2 separate regions of the Sus scrofa genome follow, and region 1 is linked to region 2. The links are chromatin contacts, called in public HiChIP or PLAC-seq maps. All regions are on one chromosome and are shown on one strand. Each heading gives the region's core, a stretch centred on a gene start, on an enhancer-like site or on the middle of the called end of the contact. The rest is flanking DNA. Distances are from core to core; before and after follow the strand shown. Region 1 holds the start of ATP1B1 (ATPase, Na+/K+ transporting, beta 1 polypeptide). Region 2 overlaps NME7 (nucleoside diphosphate kinase 7).

What was found. HiChIP or PLAC-seq counts read pairs in DNA pulled down with a chosen protein or histone mark.
Region 1: an H3K27ac HiChIP or PLAC-seq map of skeletal muscle shows a contact between it and region 2. The contact joins the promoter of ATP1B1 here to the enhancer-like site in region 2. A contact is called at or near these places in 1 of 5 promoter capture datasets (liver), 6 of 47 Hi-C or Micro-C datasets (fetal heart ventricle, fetal liver, heart right ventricle and 1 more) and 1 of 2 datasets of contacts at active chromatin or transcription factors (skeletal muscle).

Annotation. Positions count from the first base shown.
Region 1 is chr4:81,935,209-81,939,374 of Sscrofa11.1, reverse strand. ATP1B1 (ATPase, Na+/K+ transporting, beta 1 polypeptide) reads left to right here and starts at 2,360. Exons shown (of 6, transcript NM_001001542.1): 1 at 2,360-2,585. The coding sequence starts at 2,489.
Region 2 is chr4:81,822,643-81,826,955 of Sscrofa11.1, reverse strand. The region is part of intron 11 of NME7 (nucleoside diphosphate kinase 7); the gene reads right to left. Among named protein-coding and RNA genes, the nearest start is that of ATP1B1, 110 kb to the left of the region's middle. Within about 2 kb of position 2,410, at least 7 of the 83 cell types and tissues checked have an H3K27ac peak or open chromatin away from gene starts, as enhancers often do. A contact at or near this core is called in skeletal muscle, where this site is marked.

The DNA.
Region 1 (4,166 bases), core at 1,111-3,610, 110 kb before region 2:
TCTGGAGAACTTTTTTAAGGAAAAAATGGGGGTTCTAATCAGAGACCTGTTAATGTGAGCCTTTCTCCACATATTTTGCAGTACTATTACTTCTACTGGAAAAGAGAAGAAGAAAGGGGCAGGGGAGAAAAAGAGGTGGGGGGGGAGGAATATCAATGAGTCAGGGATGGGAAGAGTGGGCTTAGGGAGTATGCACAAAGGGCACCCCCCACACAACTCTCATCCCTTCCCTCTCCACCTTTCCCTCTTTCCCTCTTCTCATCCTTTTTTTCTTTCTTTTTTTTTTTTGGCTGATTCTGCCCACAGGCTTTCCTCCGTCTTACACATAGTGGGCTCTCGATAAACACATGCCCTTCCCAGTGACCTGTCCTTCTGGAAACTCCTCTGTCAGGTAACTTCTGCTGGGAGGGGGCTGGGCATCATATCGGCAGGTGCAGGTGCAGCCTCTTCCTGCAGTTCTACCACCAACTTGGGGCTTTTCCAACATAAACACTGCAGGAGCAAGGCGGGGGTGGCTTCCTCTCTGAACATGCAGTTCTCAAGGCTGCCCTTGACCGAACCCTACTTGTAGCAGGCCCTCTGGGGCTGGGGTGGATGGGTGGCTGCTTCTGCATTTCAGGAATTTTCAGGTTTGCCCAAGTCTCGCAGGTGGGCCTTTGGAAGGACTGATGAGGAAGAGCTCATGCTACAGCAATTCAAGCTTGTCCATAGACCTGCGAGTTTGACCTGGGTGACAGAAAGGAAACCCTGACAAGCCTCCCTTGCGTTGTCTGTCTGGATACAGGGAGGGGAAATCTTTTCTGGGATGGGCTACATAGCTCCCTGGGGATGTAGCTTCTGTACATTGACTGCAGAGGCGCCCCTGCTGATTTCTGCTGTGTCACTGCCTCAAGAGGGATGTGTGAAGCTGCTCAGGGGTTTGGCGGAGGGAGATGAAACCAAGGAGTTTGGCTGTTGATGCACAGGGGATAAAGAAGGGGGAGGGATAAAGGATGCCAAGGATTGCCTGCACCTTCTCGCGATTTATACTAGGCTTTCCAGATCCTTTTTGGCCCCAGGTCTTTTAGAGAAGAACAAAGTGGTCGGTACCCACCCAAGGGGCGTGAAAACCCGTCCCTGAGAACACCAGCCTGGGATTCGACGCCAAGGGGAGTCATTGGTGGCTAGGTCACGTGCAAACATTGTCGCCGCCGGGGTCTAGACTGGTGTGAGCCGCCAGGCAATGCGACTGGTTTCTGAAGGAGCGACCCACTGGGGGCCGGCTGGTCGGCCTCCAACACCTCCTACCCCTTTCAAACCCCGGATCCGGCTTGCCGCCCTGGGTGGGTTTGGCAATTATCCTGCTTGAGGTGGTTCAGGCCGCCCACAAGGAGCATAGCCCGGCAGTCAGGAGCCAGGGCTGCTGGCTGGGCTGGCCTGGAAGGAGAGGGACGGGCCGGAACTGCAACCGCAGTGGCGGGGAGACCGGAGGGGGTGGCAGGTGCAGCAGCAGAGAGGCGGGGCGGAGCTGGGCAGAGTCCCTGATTCTCAGGCGTCCCGGAGTGACCTACCCCCACCCAGCTAGGGCCTAGGAGAAGTGGAAGTGCGGAGAAGAGAGGCTGAGAGTGCACGAGAGGGACTGACTGGATCGGGACAGCCGGGCTGGGGTCCCGAAGGGTCTGCGGGGCGCCAGGCAAGGCAGGTGCGGGTCACCTCACTACGGAAAAGGCGGGTTCGTGCACAGCCCAACGCGAGGAGGGGGCTGTTAGGTGCTGCGGCCTCGCCACTCACAGTTCTCTCCGCCCCTCCCCGCGCCCCCGCTCCCTGGCTCCCTAGACCGCCCCTCACGCCGCTACCGCAGCTCCTTTGTGCCAACCCCGCGCCCGCCCCCTCGGGCCCCAGGCCCCGCCCCCTCCACGCCGGCTATTGGCCCGCCGGGTCGCTAGTGGGCGGGGCGCCCCGTCGCCACGGCGCGGTATATAGTAAAGGTAGGGCGTGCGCCCTCAGCCAATTTCTCGGCTCGTGGCGGGTGGCTGTAGCCTGGGCCCGCAGTCCATTTGTTCGTCCTTCCCTTTGACTTTTCCTTGTCCCCTGCCTGTCTCTGCAGAGGTCACAGGAGGCGGGGGCCGAGCACGCGTCCTCGGTGGCAGCTGGAGTGGCAGCTGCGGGTTTGTGGAGCCCCCGAATCCCCAAGGGCAAGGGGAGCGCGTGGCGGACCAAAGAGGGCCAGTGAGCGGTCGTGCGCCCACCAATAGGTGCGGGGCTCGGAGACGCCCAGCCTGCGCGGTCCCTCCCTCCTCCCTCCGCCCCCGCCGCCGCCGCCTCCCCCTCCTCCCGCTCCTGACTCTGCTCCTCCACCGCGCGTCTGGCACTCTGAAAGCCGCAGCGGCAGCGGCGGGTGCAGCCTGCGGAGAGCCAGGCAGGGGACACTGATCGGCAGGAGAGGACGCAAGAGCGCACGCGGCAATCACCCATCTTCAATCCCCGCAGCAGCTGCTGACCCGCCACCATGGCCCGCGGAAAAGCCAAGGAGGAGGGCAGCTGGAAGAAATTCATCTGGAACTCCGAAAAGAAGGAGTTTTTGGGCAGGACCGGTGGCAGTTGGTGTAAGTATGGGTTTCGCAGCTCTCGCCCCCAGCGCCTTGCCTTTCGGCTCATCCCCCGGGCAGGCTCTGCGGACCGCACCGCGCGCTCCGCGCTGGCAAGGGCGGAGGGTCGGGTGGTGAGCACTGCTACGATCGCGCGGGCCTGGGCTTGCTGTCCTGTATGGAATTCAGAATCCCTGGATAGGCGCGGGCAAGCAGAGGGTTACGTATATTGTAGCGGTCTTGGGAACTTGCAGTTTATATGACATCGCTTGAGCCCTTCGGTCCTGGGCATGGTCGGGCTGTGGGAGACTAGATATGTCTCTTCTTGTAGTCAGGTCCTAAAAAATAAGATTTGAGGCTCTGAAAGAACAGCCTGAGGGTAATCGGACCGAATGCAGGCGAGGTTGTGTGTTAAAGCACCTTTTTTTTCTAGTCTAAATATGTACCTCCAAAGGCCGGCGGCGGGCGGGGGTGGGGTGGGGGTGCGGGGAGCGGTAGTGATGGCAGAATCCATACACACTGCAGTATTTCGTAGCGATGCCCAGAGTTTCCTCCAGTGAACTGCCGTGGAGTCATCACAGCCCAGGAATGACCCAGGAAGCTCCATGTCAGGACTCCGTTTCTGAGCCTTGGCCCCAAAACATGGCAAAATCGGGTTGTTGTCAGTGTCTACAGAGCCAGATGCAGAACCGGGTACGATGAAGGGTTAGTGTGAAATAAATGGCACAAAGGCAGAGGCAGGTCATCTGATACGATTTGGGGCAGCCTGTTGCTTGGCTAAATAGACCCCCTCCCCATTGAAAATTATATTGCTTACTTGTCTTCCACCTCTCTACACAGGAAGGGTGACTTTTTTTAAAAGGTCATTTTGAAGGGCAGTTGTAGGCAAATCTGTAAGAGTCGTGACTGCGGAAGAGAGAGAGAGAGGGAGGGAACTCCCCCCTCCTGCATCACTGCCCCCCCTTCTCTAATATCATCATCACCATCATCATCATCTGCACCACTAGCACCACCACTGCAGCCACTAAGGGAGCCCTGGGTAGGTGCTGATGTGGTGTTCCTGATTGGGAGGATCTGTGAGCATGGGCAGGAGAATGAGTCAGGGAAATATTGCTTGGCTGACATTTTGAAATGGAAGAAGCTAGAATATATGATTTTCTGTAGAGGAAAAAAAAATGCACCCTGTAGTGTGTCTCTTGATTAAAAAGTGAAGGGTTAATAATGCATCACACTTCAAGGTTAGTCAAGGTGAAACCTCATCCCATACCTATGTTGGGAAGAATAGATATCCCTGAGCCATGTTAAATGTAGGTCTTTAAAGTGATGGCTTTTAGCTTGTATTTTATTTTATTTTGGGAAATCTCCATCCTTCAGTGGGCTTACTGCCATAGTTCTCATGCATTAAGTATAGCTCTCTGTGTTTCTTAATGTGGAAGGGAAAGCCTGAAGAACACTGGGTGTGTATAGGGTGAACAGCTCCTGGCCTGGGCCATCTCCTAGCAACTCCTGGTAACTAGTGAGGCCTGAGGGGTGCACTGCGGGACGAGCCTTCTCCCAGATTCACTAGGGGTTCCTACCATAGTGATCTGACTCCGGCCT
Region 2 (4,313 bases), core at 1,161-3,660:
ATCTGGCACTTACATTTCACAGGAGGGAAACAAGTGAACTATTTCTACCAAAATAACCAGAAAAATGAGCCCCATCTAAGATACTTTAATATTGGCAATCAAAATCTGAAGTGCACCCCCCCCAGATGAGTGTATTCTCTATTTGGGGAAAAAAGGGAAATCAACAATGGACTCTGGTAAAAAGCATGGGTTTCTTGGTTGCCATTAAAGGCTAGGGACCCAGAGTCATTGCTTGCCGATAATTCTTAATGGCCCACTTTTGAATTCTATCCCAAAAAAAGATAGGAAAAATTTTATAAAGTTTAGAGTAAGGTTATGACTAATTCTTGACCTGGAAATGTGATGCCCGTAGGATTTGAGTTTACCAGGAAAAATCTGCATCTGCTCCTCAAAGCCAGATGTACTGAGTAAGAGCAGAAAAAGACTGGATAACTCAGATGATTGAAAATGTGTTATAAAGGCCTGTACTTTTAAGCCCAAGCCTAGTAAATCCAGGCATAGAAGGTATTCACATATACTCTCATCCAATCTGGTATCTATTAAAATGAGTGAGCTAAAATCCAGTCCTATTGATCATATAGATAAACCAGGAAAAAACAAAAAACAGACATTCCACACCTTCAGTTATTCACAGAAATTGACTTAAATCTATCTTCACGTCTCAGTGCTGTTTTCATATTGCAGACAAATGAAGCATTCAACAAAATGCAAATCTTTTGTTCTTTTATGAAACAAATAGCATCGGCAAACATTTGTTGAAAGTCTGCCACAGACAGGACACTTGATGTATCACCTGCAGACCAACTGTATCACATAACTTGAGAATGTCATAAATGCAGAATTTCAGGCCCTACCCTATGCTGACTGAATCACAATCTTCAATAAGATCTCGAGGGGTTTTCTGTGTACATGAAAGTTGAGAAAGAACAGTGTTAGATCATTTTGGGGATACTGGAGATACTGAAAAGGTATAAGACAGGTCTCCTAATTAGTATCTAAACCAGGGGGTGAGGAACATTCATAAAAGAAAATTATACAAGGAGCACACATATCTACTTCCAGATAAGACGTATGGACGATGAGTGAGAGGAGTTCAAAGGATGGCAAAAGTTACTCAAGGTTGGGGCAATTTGTGGTGTCTTAAAGGAAAAACAGTACATGAAAAAGAAGGAAAAAGTAAATATGGTATACTCAACCCTCCTCCGGATAAATTTACTCTCTAGCGGTTTTGTAACTATGATATAACTGGTGCTCTGAGGAATGAGTAGAGTCAGGAGAGAAATGGTTAGCAGTCATATGGTCTTGTCCAAACGTCCACAAGAATCTGCTTCTTAAGACATCTGTTCCACAGGAAAAGGTCCTTGAAATCTGGTTCTATCCAAAATGTTCAAGAGTGCATCTGGTTCACGCCAAATCATTTTGAAAGGGACAAATACCAAGGACATTTTGGCATGGCCCAAATGCCTTATGGATATTTTGGCCAGGACCGAATAGTCTTGCAAATATCAAGGACCTTTTGGTAGAGACCAAATGTCTACTGAATGTATTAGACAGGACAAAGAGAGAAAACAACTCATAGCAACTTGAAAATAGCATATCAGTTAGGCGGCAAAGCTTCAGAAGATAATGGAGCGAGGAATCTTGAGAGATAACATTGGCTAATTCTGAAATGTACAATCTTCTCTGAGAACAAGCTTTTTTAAAAATCCATATCATATATATTTTACTTTTTACATTAAATGTCTCAAATTTGGGTTTTACTTAGAGTATATGGAAACCTTGTCTTGAAGCATTACTGAAAGGATTTCATAGTAAAGTACAGAATTATATATATATATATATATATATATATATATATAGAATTATATATATATATTATGAGTTATTTATATTTTAATTAAGTGCTTTCAAAAAGATCATGCCTACACTTAGTACAGAGGAGCAATGATTATTGTTTTGCTATCTAATGTCACCAATCAAAAATCAATATTCAAAAGTGAATGGGTAATTAATTTTGTGCTACCCATTCACTTTTCTGCACTTTTTTTTAAGGGTCCCTGAAGTCCTTCTCTTTGGCCTTGCAAGTGCTAGGACAGTCTCCCTGAGATATAAATAAAATGCCTTTCTAACGACATCCTGAGAACACCATGGCTCAGTACAATTCATGCCAAGTGTAACTGATCCTGTGCTCAAACTTGGCACCGGTGTCAGTGGCTTTTACCAATAAGAGACTGGTAAGGTGGCAGGCTCTTAGGTGTCCAAAAATGGTAATTTCCCAGGGACTCAAGGTTTAATTTTTTTTTTTCTTTCCATCCTGACACAAAGCCTACTGTCTCTAAGTAATACCACTAGCAGCTGACATTTGAAACTGACAAGCAGCACATGTGCATTAGGAAGATAAGGCCTGGCACATGGTGCTGCGACCTCTTGGGATTTTGGAAAGCTAGCAGCTCCAGCTAGTGGCGATGCCCCATCTCCAGTGTGCACTGCTTTGGGAAAACTCTAGCCCTTCCTTCTGACTGTGATGTGGACATGTCTTATTGGAACATGGTTATTTTTGAAGAAAAACAAAACAAGTGATCTTCTCTATGAATGAAAAGAAAATGGAAAGAAAAAAGAGGTAAAATGTTAAGCTATGAGAGCTTAATGGAAACAGTATTATGTCATAGAAAACAGTTAATGCAGCCAAAGGGAGATAAAGGAATCAATACAAGAATATTTTTTGAAAAAAAAAAAGGAAAGGAAATGGCAGGGAAACAAGAGACTCAAAGGAAAAACTCTTCGTGGGAAACATTCAGAAAAAAAGTACTGGAAAAGGGTGAGGCCAAGGATGCCGATGTGAGGAAGGGGGAAATGGAAACCAGCTAAATGCCAAAATTACATAAAAGAAAGAAGAAAAAGTTCATGGTTCATAATGAAACAAAAAAAGATAGTTATCAAAATTTCCCAATCCCTGTGGGGACTAAGGTGGCACATATGGAGTAAAGGACAAGGGACAAGAAGCTGGGGGTGGGTATAGAGCAAAAGACACAAGACTTCACCGCAACAGAAGATGCTAGGGCCTGAGGAGCAAGAAAGCCAAAAACCTTCCTAAGAAAAAAAATTCAAAACACTGAGAAGAAAGTCAGGAAAAGTGCCAAGCCTAAAATAATACACAGGAAAGTGTCTTCAAAAAAGTTAAAAATTTTACAAATGATAGTTTCATGATGGGTTATGGAAATAATTGGAATGTCATAAAGCTAATTTTGAGATAGATGTTTAGAATGACACCACTCTCATATTTAAAATATCTATTGGTACCATTGTCACAGACAGAAACTATCCTGAAAGGGCCAGAGACTGACCCAGCAAGAGAATTATTCTCTTAGGTGCTTTGTGGACATTCAAAAAGTTTCTTGCGCCATATTCAATTATAATTTGGAGAAATGATGTTATTGAGATTTTGAATCATAAAAAAAAAATTTAAGATGGAACCAGGCAAAACAGAGTTCAAATCCTGACATTAATTTTTAATAGGGATATGTTCTTTGGGGGAAAAAAAATTAATGGATTTTTTTAAGTTTTAAAATAAGCCTCTCTGAGCCTTAATTTCATTTTTCGACTATAAAATGGGCACTAGAAAATTGACTGTGAAAGGAATCTAGGATAAAGCATATCCAGTTTCTGGATGAATGACTGGATACAGAGGCCATAATAAAAGTACACTAAATATGTATTTAAGCAATAGAAAATGGAAATGTAATTAATATTTTCCCTCCACTAACATTCATTTTTCAAAAAAAAAAAAAATGTATAATGAGTACCCTTCCCGATGTATCAGTGAGAAAACAAAAATCCCTTCCTTCCTGGGGTTTATGTGCTAGTGGGTGAAAACAAAAAATAAATGTGTTCAATAATAAATGATACACTGTGTTTAGAAGCTAATACTTATTATAGAAAAACATAAAAGAAAACAGGGTAGGATAAGCAATTGAGAATGTCAGGGCATTGCAGCTACACAGGGCAGGGAGTTTGGGGCAGGTTAGACCTCCTTAATCTGAGACGTCCAAGCACAAGTGCTACTAAGCACACATAACTCATGTAATGAAGTACCAATTTGGACTTCTGTAAGTAAATTATATATGATACATGGATGGCATTTTGCTATTGATGTTATCCAAAGGCTTAATTAAATGAGCTATATTTACTAAGAGTCTTCCCTTGAAATACTCTAACAATCATATTTCTATTTTTCATGTTACTCTTAATTTCTCTTCTGCGAATCTGAAGAAAATGAAAACACTCATTTGGCAAGATATATGCATTTCAATGTT